Regions from separate parts of the Macaca mulatta genome. Here region 2 is linked to region 1. The links are chromatin contacts, called in public Hi-C maps. All regions are on one chromosome and are shown on one strand. Each heading gives the region's core, a stretch centred on a gene start, on an enhancer-like site or on the middle of the called end of the contact. The rest is flanking DNA. Distances are from core to core; before and after follow the strand shown. Region 1 holds the start of RPL3 (ribosomal protein L3). Region 2 holds the start of SUN2 (Sad1 and UNC84 domain containing 2).

Evidence for each region. Hi-C and Micro-C count contacts between places; a contact is called where the count stands out from the background.
Region 2: a Hi-C map of fetal cortex germinal zone shows a contact between it and region 1, with 2.7 times the contacts expected there. The contact joins the promoter of SUN2 here to the promoter of RPL3 in region 1. A contact is called at or near these places in 2 of 14 Hi-C or Micro-C datasets (fetal cortex germinal zone and fetal cortical plate).

Annotation. Positions count from the first base shown.
Region 1 is chr10:12,239,025-12,243,962 of T2T-MMU8v2.0, forward strand. RPL3 (ribosomal protein L3) reads left to right here and starts at 2,586. Exons shown (of 10, transcript NM_001193554.1): 1 at 2,586-2,607; 2 at 3,543-3,735; 3 at 4,574-4,742. The coding sequence starts at 2,605. It overlaps LOC114670668 (small nucleolar RNA SNORD43), which reads left to right and starts at 3,092; the gene lies at 3,092-3,155.
Region 2 is chr10:12,763,545-12,768,482 of T2T-MMU8v2.0, forward strand. It overlaps SUN2 (Sad1 and UNC84 domain containing 2), which reads left to right and starts at 2,297. Exons shown (of 18, transcript XR_013399019.1): 1 at 2,297-2,514. It also overlaps a transcript of GTPBP1 not described here.

The DNA of each region.
Region 1 (4,938 bases), core at 1,336-3,835:
TCTGTCCTTCACTAATTATGTGACTTTGTCAAGTTATTAACCTCTTGGATGGAAGTTAATTTTCTACGTAAAAAGGGGGCATATAGGTAGGTTATAATCCTTTGCATCCTGAATTTTTTTTTTTTTGAGACTGAGTTTTGCTCTTGTCACCCAGGTTGGAGTGCAATGGCATGATCTTGGCTCACTGCAACCTCCACCTCCCAGGTTCAAGCAATTCTCCTGCCTCAGCCTCCCAAATAGCTGGGATTACAGGTGCCTGCCACCACCCCTGGCTAATTTTTGTATTTTTACTACAGACGGGGTTTCACCATGTTGGCCAGGCTGGTCTCAAACTCCTGACCTCAGATGATCCACCCACCTTGGCCTCCCAAAGTGCTGGGGATTTGGCATGAGCCACTACACCTGGCCTTATTTTTTTATTTTTTTATTTTTTGAGAATCCTGATTGGTCACCTAAGCTGGAGCACAGTGGTGCAATCTCGGCTCACTGCAACCTCTGCCTCCTGATTCAAGCAATTCTCCTGCCTCAGCCTCCGGGGTAGCTGGGACTACAGGCGTGCAGCCACAACCGGCTAATTTTTGTATTTTTAGTAGAGACGAGGTTTCACTGTGTTGGTCAGGCTGGTCTCAAACTCCTGACCTCAGGTGATCCACCCCTATCGGCCTTCTGAAGTGTTGGGATTACAGGCATAAGCCACCGTGCCCGGCCTGTATCCCGAAATTTTAAAACGCTTCTTAAATTATTTGGCAGCAAAAAGTAAACTGATGCATTTTTTGGGCAGCAAAGTCAGCCTTGAACTGATGTGAGTCTATTTATATTTATCCCACTCAATGTGAATATTCATGTTTCCTTACAGAATATTGTTTTTCTTTAAAGAGTACTGGATTACATAATATACAGTGGGTGCACCATAGTACCTTTCTAAAACTAAAAAAATGCTGAATTTTGAAACATATGTGGCCCCCAGGATTTCTAATAATGGATTGAAGATCTATCAGTTATGTCCTTTGGGGATGGTGTGAGGATTGAGATTTTTTTTTTTTTTGAGACGGAGTCTCGCTCTGTAGCCCAGGCTGGAATGCACTGGCAATCTCAGCTCACTGCAACCTCCGCCTCCTGGGTTCAAGCGATTCTCTCGCCTCAGCCTCCCAAGTAGCTGGGATTAAAGACGCACACCATCGTGCCGGGCTAATTTTTGTATTTTTGATAGAGACGGGGTTTCGCCAGGTTGGCCAGGCTGGTTTAGAACTCCTGACCTCAGGTGATCCGCCTGCCTCAGCCTCCCAAATTGTTGGGATTATGGCCGAGAGAATGTTTTTTAAACCACGGTGGGAGCGAAGGCCAGGCCCAGAATAAAAGATGACAGGGTGGGACGGAGGAAGCAGAAGGTGATATGAGAGCGTGTGCTAGGGTTCAGCCATGAGGCTGAAGTAGACGGTTAGGAGAGCGTCTTCCGTGGCCGCTGAAGTTGATGCTTAATTCCGAGGAAACGACGAGGGATCCTTGTAAAGTAACGAGATACTTGATTCTTAGATTTGTAGGGGGCCGGGCGCGGTGGCTCACGCCTGTAATCCCAGCACTTTGGGAGGCCGAGGCGGGCGGATCACGAGGTCAGGAGTTCAAGACCAGCCTGGCCAACATGGTGAAATCCCGTCTCTACTAAAAATACAAAAAAAAAAAAAAAAAAAAAAATTTAGCCGGACGCATTCCTGTAATCCCAGCTACTCGGGAGGCTGAGGCAAGAGAATTGCTTGAACCGTGACCCCGGAAGCGGAGGTTGCAGTGAGCCGAGATCGCGCCACTGTACTCCAGCCTGCGCGACAGAGCGAGACTCCGTCTCAAAAAAAAAAAAAAAAAAAAAAAAAAAAAAGATTCGTAAGGGAGGAGCCTGTAGGCAGGGAAACGGTCAGGACCCGAGTTACCCTGGAGCCCAAGCGGAGATCAGCGAAAGTCCTTGTTGATGCAGAGGTCTGGAAGGCGTGGGGCTCAGGGAGGCTGGGCAGCTGGACTCGGCATGACCCGAGGTCGTGAGGCCGTTCCGCAGGCTTGGGACGCTCCTGAGACTCTCAGAATCAAGTGCAGGCCACTGCATTAGCATGGGAGAAATGGTAGAGACAGGGCTTGAGGGAAGGATGCCCGAGATTAAAGGTATTAAAGGCAAGTTGGTGTCGCGGCAAAACCAGCGTCGGAGCCAGGAAACAAGGGTTTCAGTCTTTCCTCGCCAATTCCAGAGATAGCTGCATATCACAGGAAGAAAAGCGACGCAGCCATTTTTCTTCATTATTATCAAATTTGGCTGCTGCCGGACGCCGTAGAGTTGTGGCACACCAAACCCTCAGCCCGCTTCTCCGTGGCTTTTCATTAAGTTTGAACCCGACCCCTCGCCGTAGAGTGTCTAATTTCGGTCCCAGAAGCTGACGTCCACCTCGGAACGAAAGTTAGGCGCGGAAGAGCATGCGTAGAAATGGCGCTCGGTACGTGCCCCCCGACCCGACGTCTGCCGCGGGGGCGCGCTCGCACGCCGGAAGGGGCGGAGCCAGATCTGACTTTATATAGCGGACACCGACAACAAGTCGACCTCTACCGGCGGGATTTGATGGCGTGATGGTATGTACTGTAATGGCGTCCGATTCATTGTCACCGGCGTCGGCACGGCTGAATCCGCGACGCATCGCCGCCATCCCAGCTTGGCCGGCGCCGGGGCTTGCTCTAGGGGCACAGGCGACCCAGCGGGGGCCTCAGTCAGGCCTATTTTCTGGAAAGTCGAGAGGCTTGTGGAGAAGAGCGCTTGGAGGACTGGCTTTGGGCCTGCAGGTCGGCCAGAGACAGGCCGTAAGGGTGGGAGCAGGCTTGGAGGCCCGGCATTTTTAAAGCCATGAGTCATTGCTGAGTTTCGATCTCACCAACTCCATCATTAGTTGGGATTAGGGCCCATAAGCAGCTTGTCTGGATAGGAGGACCTTGGGTGGGGGTTCTCGGCACCGTTCTCATTGGGAGGTAAAGAAGCTTGCGGGAGGAGAATGTTGTGGAGTCCTCTTGAAATATCTGGGACCGCTTGTGCACTCCGAAGGCCTCTGGAGCTCCCAGAAGCCACAGATGATGAACTTATTGACGGGCGGACAGAAACTGTGTGCTGATTGTCATGTTCTGATTTGGCTCTGCCGAGTTCTCTGGCCTACGTGTATCGGTGTAGTTAGTGTCCGGGCGCTAGAGGCAGCCCATAGCGTAGTATTGGCTAGTTGCTACCCAGCATTTATTTGTCCCTGGAGTGCCTTTCTTTAGTGGTCAAAACCTTGCTAATTGGCACATAAAGCTGCCTGTTGAGCAGTTTTTAGTGTCACTAAGTGTATTTTTGTGTGGTGTTAGAGAAAAAAACGGATGGCTCGTTTTCTTACAGGTTGAGAGGATTTGAAATTAGATTCAGCTTAAATTTTGTTGAATACAAAAACATTCTTGACATGTGCGAGCCTGGAGGAGATAATTATCTTTTTACTCGGTTTGCTGGGTGTCTGGTGCTGACGGTGATTTTTTCCCCCCCCCAGTCTCACAGAAAGTTCTCGGCTCCCAGACATGGGTCGCTCGGCTTCCTGCCTCGGAAGCGCAGCAGCAGGCATCGCGGGAAGGTTAAGAGCTTCCCTAAAGATGATCCGTCTAAGCCGGTCCACCTCACAGCCTTCCTGGGATACAAGGCTGGCATGACCCACATCGTGCGGGAAGTCGACAGGCCAGGATCTAGTATGTACAGGCCTCCTGAAAGTTGGGGGATAGGAGTGGAGGGGGAGGGAAACTGGAGAGATGGAGTCAAGCTGTTAGCAGAGGGCAGACTTTTTTTTTTAAGCTGGAGTTACAGGTTGTCAGAACTTCTGTGACAGCGGACAACCTCAAGACTAATATTCCAAGGCTACAGATGGCCGGCACTGTTCGCTTTAGGTGCGGGAATATTCCAAGGCTACAGATGGCCGGCACTGTTTGCTTTAGGTGCGGAGTGGGGTATTGCTTTCAGAGCATAGTAAATTTGCCAGGAGCCTTAGCAAAGAGAAGTAACACTAGTATGGGGGGTTGGAGCTGCTGAGGCTGGAATAAGAAGTGCCTCATTCATGTTTTACTTGTTCACGTGCATTTCGCCTAAAAGCTTGAATAATGGCCACTTACCTGTGTGTTTTCTACTTAGAGATGTCTAACAGCACTGGTTGCTGAGCCATGGAGACATTAACGTTAGACAATTGATATTGACTCTAAACTGAGCTCAGAGCTATTTCTGTGTCCCAGTTATATTTAGGACACTTGAATTTTCCAGATAAATAGCAAATCTTGTCTGCCTCCAGAGGTTTCTGTAGAAGAGAATTGAAGCTGGACAGGTATTTGGTTATCTAGGGTCCTGATATTTTTTAAGTTAAAGAACATAAATGCACTTTGAATGAGAAGTAGGTAGTAAGGACAGCCCTGAGTGTCCAGACTGCAGGTGTGGGGCCCAGTTGCCCTTCCGGCCTAAATGGGCATTTTGCATTTTCCTAGAAAACATTACACCCCTTGCTTGGGCTCCTGCCAAGTCTGACTACTGCTTTCTTTGCAGAGGTGAACAAGAAGGAGGTGGTGGAGGCTGTAACCATTGTGGAGACGCCACCCATGGTGGTTGTGGGCATTGTGGGCTACGTGGAAACCCCTCGAGGCCTCCGGACCTTCAAGACTGTCTTCGCTGAGCACATCAGTGATGAATGCAAGAGGCGTTTCTATAAGAACTGGTGAGGGAGGAGGCCCTGCAGTCCCTAGCTTGGGAGCTGGAGAGCAGGGAGCAGTGTGTGCATGGTTTCTCAGCTCTGTAGCAGGCAGGGAGCTGCTGTCTCGGGTTTAGTTTGTCTCTTGAACAGAAAAATACCTGCGATCAGACTTTGGCCAGCCATCGGGCTTCAGCTGGGAGCTGACACCCTCATTCTGAGT
Region 2 (4,938 bases), core at 1,047-3,546, 520 kb after region 1:
TGCTCTGTCACCCAGGCTGGAGTGTGGTGGCTTGATCTTGGCTCCCTGTGACCTTGACTTCCCAGGCTCAAGCTATCCTCTCACCTCAGCCTCCTGAGTAGCTAAGACTACAGGCACACACCACCATGCCTAGCTAATTTTTTTGTTTTTGTTTTTCTTTTTTAGAGATGGGGTCTCACTATGTTGCCCAGGCTGGTCTCAAACTCCTGGGCTCAAGTGATTCTCCCACTTAGCCTCCTGAGTAGCTGGGACCACTGGCGTGAACCATTATGCCCAGCTATTTTTTTCTTTTCTTTTCTTTTCTTTTCTTTGTTTTAAGAGATGGGGCCGGGGGAGAGGGGGGCGGTGGTCTCACTAATTTGGCCAGGCTGGTCTCGAACTCCTGAGCTCAAGCGATCCACCTGCCTCAGCCTCCCAAAGTGCTGGGATTACAGGCATGTGCCACAGTGCCCAGCCCCTATCTTTCTCTTAATGGGATACTTGTGTTACACTTAGGGCCCACCCTGATAATCTAGGATAATCTCATTTCAGAATCTTTAGTCACATCTGCAAAGTCTTCGAATGTAGGTAGCAGTCACAGATTCCAAGCATTAGTACTGAATTCCTGTGGCGACCATTATTCTGCCTGCTCCCAGCCCCCAGAGGACACAGAGTTTAAGAGGGGCCTGCCTTCAGTCAGCCTGTGGGCATGAGCCTCATACATCCACTCAGCACATCCTGGGAGGGGACCTGGACTCCTCACCCCCCACAAGGCCAGAACCCCCTGTCTGCCAGGAACCCCAGAGAGGGGGAAGCAGGCTGTGCAATGGGGGCGGTAGGATGTGGAAACCACAGAAGTGGTTAGGACAGAATTCTGGAGTTAAGCATCCCAGAGATGAGGAGTCAGAGAGGCCCTTCCCCTATCTGGATGCTGCCTCTATGTCTGATTTGAATTCTCCTTTCATTCCTCCATTTAGCAGACACTCAGACCAGAGCCAGGCTCGGTACCAGGCTCTGGAGAGCTTGTCCATGTCCTCAAAGAGCTTGCAGTCTAAACCTAGGAGTGATAATGGCCAGCACCAGGGTCTCCAGGAGGCTGGAGGAGCAGGAGACTCTTCTCTTTCCAGAGCGGGCAATGTAGGCCCAGGAAAGGGGACTGGTTTTGTCTGGAGTTGGGCTGAAGCCACTTTAGCATGAGGGTTTTGCCTTTCCTCAATCCCCCGACCCCAGAGCCTTCCTGTGCCTTCCTGTGATTTTGTCATTCTTGTCTCGTTTCCTCTTGGTATTTTCAAAGTACAATAACGACTGTTCACCTTCCCTTAGAAGGGCTGGCACAGAAAGTGATTCATCCCAAACCGTGCACCTGCTCTATCTGTACAGTTGGCGGGTGGTGAGCCAAGGAACAGGACCCCCGGAGTCAGGCGGCATTTTACTCAAATGCTGAGCACTCGTTCCAAGTTTGAGTAAGGTATAACAATGAGTGGCCAGTCCTGCCTTCCCACAGCTCAAGTGCGGCAAGCACCGTCCTTAAAACAGAAGAGCTGGCTGGGCGCGGTGGCTCATGCCTGTAATCCTAGTACTTTGGGAAGCCGAGGCGGAAGGATCACTGGAGCTCGGGCGTTCGTGACCAGCCTAGGCAAACATAGTGAGATCTCGTCTCTATTTAAATAAAATAGAAAATCTATTTAAGACAAACAACAGAAGAGCTGTCGTGAAACTTGGGTGCTCTGGGTAAAGCTTGGGAAGAGGCAGGGCCTCCCAGCATGTCTGGAATCCCAAAATTAGCAACCTGTTTCCTTGTCTGTAAAATGGGTGTTGACATGGTCGGCTAAGAGGACAACAGCACCGGTGCCGGGTGTTGAGCAAGCCCTCGACAGCCTCACCGAGAGCGCACCAAGGGCCACCCGCGCGCTGCTGCTCCGGGGACTCCCACCTTTCCCTCGGACGCCGGCCTGGTGAGCCAGCCTGCGGGCGCGCGTGGGGGCGCTCGGAGCGGTCTCAGGAGCTCTGAGCCTCCAGATCTGGAGTCCAGTGCCCTGCCGAGCCCGAGCCCCAGCACAGCCTCCCGTCGCGTCTTCCCGCGGCCTGGGGGTCCCCGCCCGCTCAGCGCCTCCCACGCGCGGACTCCTAGGCTGAGCGTGCCGGGCAGCTGGGCCCACGCGAGGGCGGGGCGAGCCGGGGCTTTGTGTTCAAACCGGCCAATGGGTGGCGGCGGTGGGCGGCAACGGCCGGCAGGGCCTGGCCAATGGGCTGCGGCCTGTCAGCGTTGACTGACAGGCGCACACATACACAGTCGGCCACACGCGCGCCGCCCGGCCCCACTCGCGCAGCGCGGGCCTCCGCCGGCCGCATTGTCCGCCCGCCTGCGTCGTCCCGCGTCGCCGCTCTTCGCGTGCCCGCGCGCCCCGGGCCCGGCCGCCGTCTCGCCCTGCGCGGAGCACCGCCCGCGGGATCCCCACGCGGAAAGGGGGCGCGCCCCGGCGGCGGGCGGGCCTCGAACGCCCCCGGCCGGGTTAGGAGCCGCCGCGGCAGCAGGTGAGTGCGGGCGAGCGCAGGAGAGGGTGAGGGGCAGCGGGCTGGCCTGACCCCGGGTCACCGTCGGGCCGCTTGGGCGGGGCCGCCCGACCAGGCCTGCTTCCTCCTCTCCGGGCCGCGCTGGGCCGGCTCCAGTCCCCACCCGGGTCCGCGGCCCGCGCCGTGACTCACCTCCCGGCCCCCGCCGCGCCCGCCGCGCCACTGGTCAGCCGGGAGGGCGGTGTCTGCGGGCGAGACTTCCCGGGCAGCCTCCCGGGAGGAGGAGGGCAAAGGCCGGCTGCCCCAACCCGGCCCCGGGCAGCGTCTACGGGTTTTGTGCCAGACAAGCCGTTTCCAGGGACAGGCAGTTCCCAGCCTCTGCCTGTCAGAACTCAGGGCCTCGGAGGAAGGCCTGTTTTGTTCAGTTCTAAAACAAAACAAAACAAAACAAAACAAAGCAATGGGGGCCGCGGTGTGACTTACAGAGCCTTGAAGGCGCGCCTTTGGTGACGATTTCTGCAGGTTCGGCCTGTGGGAATGAAGGCAGGGGGAGTTAGCACCGGCCATTTGGCACGTCCCACAAGGGCGTGTGGCCTGACTGTGCCCAGGGAGTGGAAATGTCACGAGGAAGATGCCCCAGATCTGGGTTAAGTCTGAAGATGGATGGAGATGTTTGTGATGGGGAAGGGCGGAATTGAGAAAAGCATGTCGCCCAGCTGAGAAGTGGGGAAGGATGCTTTAGGTGAGCGTTTCTTAACTGATTGTTGGGGAGGAGGTGGGGCGGGGGTGGTGTCTGTTCTGATGCCCAGTAGTAGATTTCAGCTCCTAGAGGCTCACTTCTTGTTTTGGAGAATGGGGCCTCGACCTTTTTCATCTTGTGAAACCCAGACTCAGTGGTAAGCTGTTTTGTGATGCCAGGATACCTCAGGAGAGACTAAGAGGCATCTCTGGGAGTTCTGGCAGGGCAGAGGCGGGTGCTGACAGTTTCAGCACTCCCCACTCAACCCCCATCAGAATATTTAGTTCTTCCCAGCAGCAGCTTGGGTATGGTATAAACATGTCGCCTTGTTTCTGCCCTGGGCAAAGGTGTCACCTCCTTCAGCAGGACAGGGGCTAAGAGGAGTCCCTGTGTGGGCAGCTGGAGGCTTCAGGTAGGGGTGGCACAGGCCAGGGCAGGGAGGGGGGAGGGGGGATTACCTTATAAGGACAGGAATAGACACAAGGACCCAGGCCAACTTCCTGCTTTTCCTACTACCAATCGGTCCCTTTTCCAACACCAGCTAAAAGTAGGGGGGGATGCCAGATGGGCATCTGACCTGGGAAGACGCCAAGAAGGCCAGGACATGAGGCTGCTTGTGTTTCAGAGGAGGACTTTCTAGCTGGACTAACCAGACCTTCGGGTTTCTGCAGCCTGGGTTGGGAAGTGTACTTCTATACCTGCCACGCAACCCAGAGAACGGGTCATTTAAGTATCAACCAGGAATATCAGAAGTGATCAAAAGTCACAAGCAAGTGCTAGGAATTCTCAAGTGACTTTGTCATACAGGCCAGCGGAGGCACTAACGTTGAGACTCCTCATGTTGGCAGTCGAGGACTTTGAATTTGGGTGTCTAGACCTTAGCGGTTCATTAATCTGCCTCCAGTCACAGAATGCCACCTTTTGCCAGATCTTTGCACTCTGGCTTTCTTTGTCCTCATTATCAATTCCAGAGCCTTGATCTCTGCCCCACGTGGTGACCGGCACTGACTGTAACTCATGCTGCCCTCCTCCTCCCTATTTTGTTAGTTTGCTACCAGATATTTGTTGTGTAACAAGTTTGTATACAGCCTTGTTTTGCACATGTGTGGGGCTAAAAAAGATTCTAGAATCTTCAATACATTCCTGAAACAACTGGAAAACTTTATGGCTGAGTAGAAAGACCCAGGCCCTACAGCCTGTCAGAGCTGAGCCCAAACCCTGGCTTTGTCACTTACAGGCTGGGGACTGTACGCAACTTACCCATTGCCTCAATGTCCAGGTTCTTCCCTTGTAAATGGGAGTCATGATACCTACCTTGCTTCTAATAATCATAAATGGGGTATACAAGGAGCCTGGACCCAGCAGACACTTACATTTTATCATCATCTTACCAAGATGTGGCAGCACAATGTGCACCATGGGGACAGAGTGCGAGCACCATTAGGACGTAGGTGGGAGCCTGGCCAACCTGGTGAAACCCCGTCTCTACTATAAAAAACAGAAAAAAGAAAAATGCTTTTGACTGAGCGTGGTGGCTCATGCCTGTAATCCCAGTACTTTAGGAAGCCGAGGTGGGTGGATCACCTGAGGTCAGGAGTTTGAGAGCAGCGTGGCCAACATGGCGAAATCTCCTCTCTACTAAAAATACAAAAATTAGCCGGTCACAGTGGCGCACACCTGTAATCCCAGCCACTTGGGAATCTGAG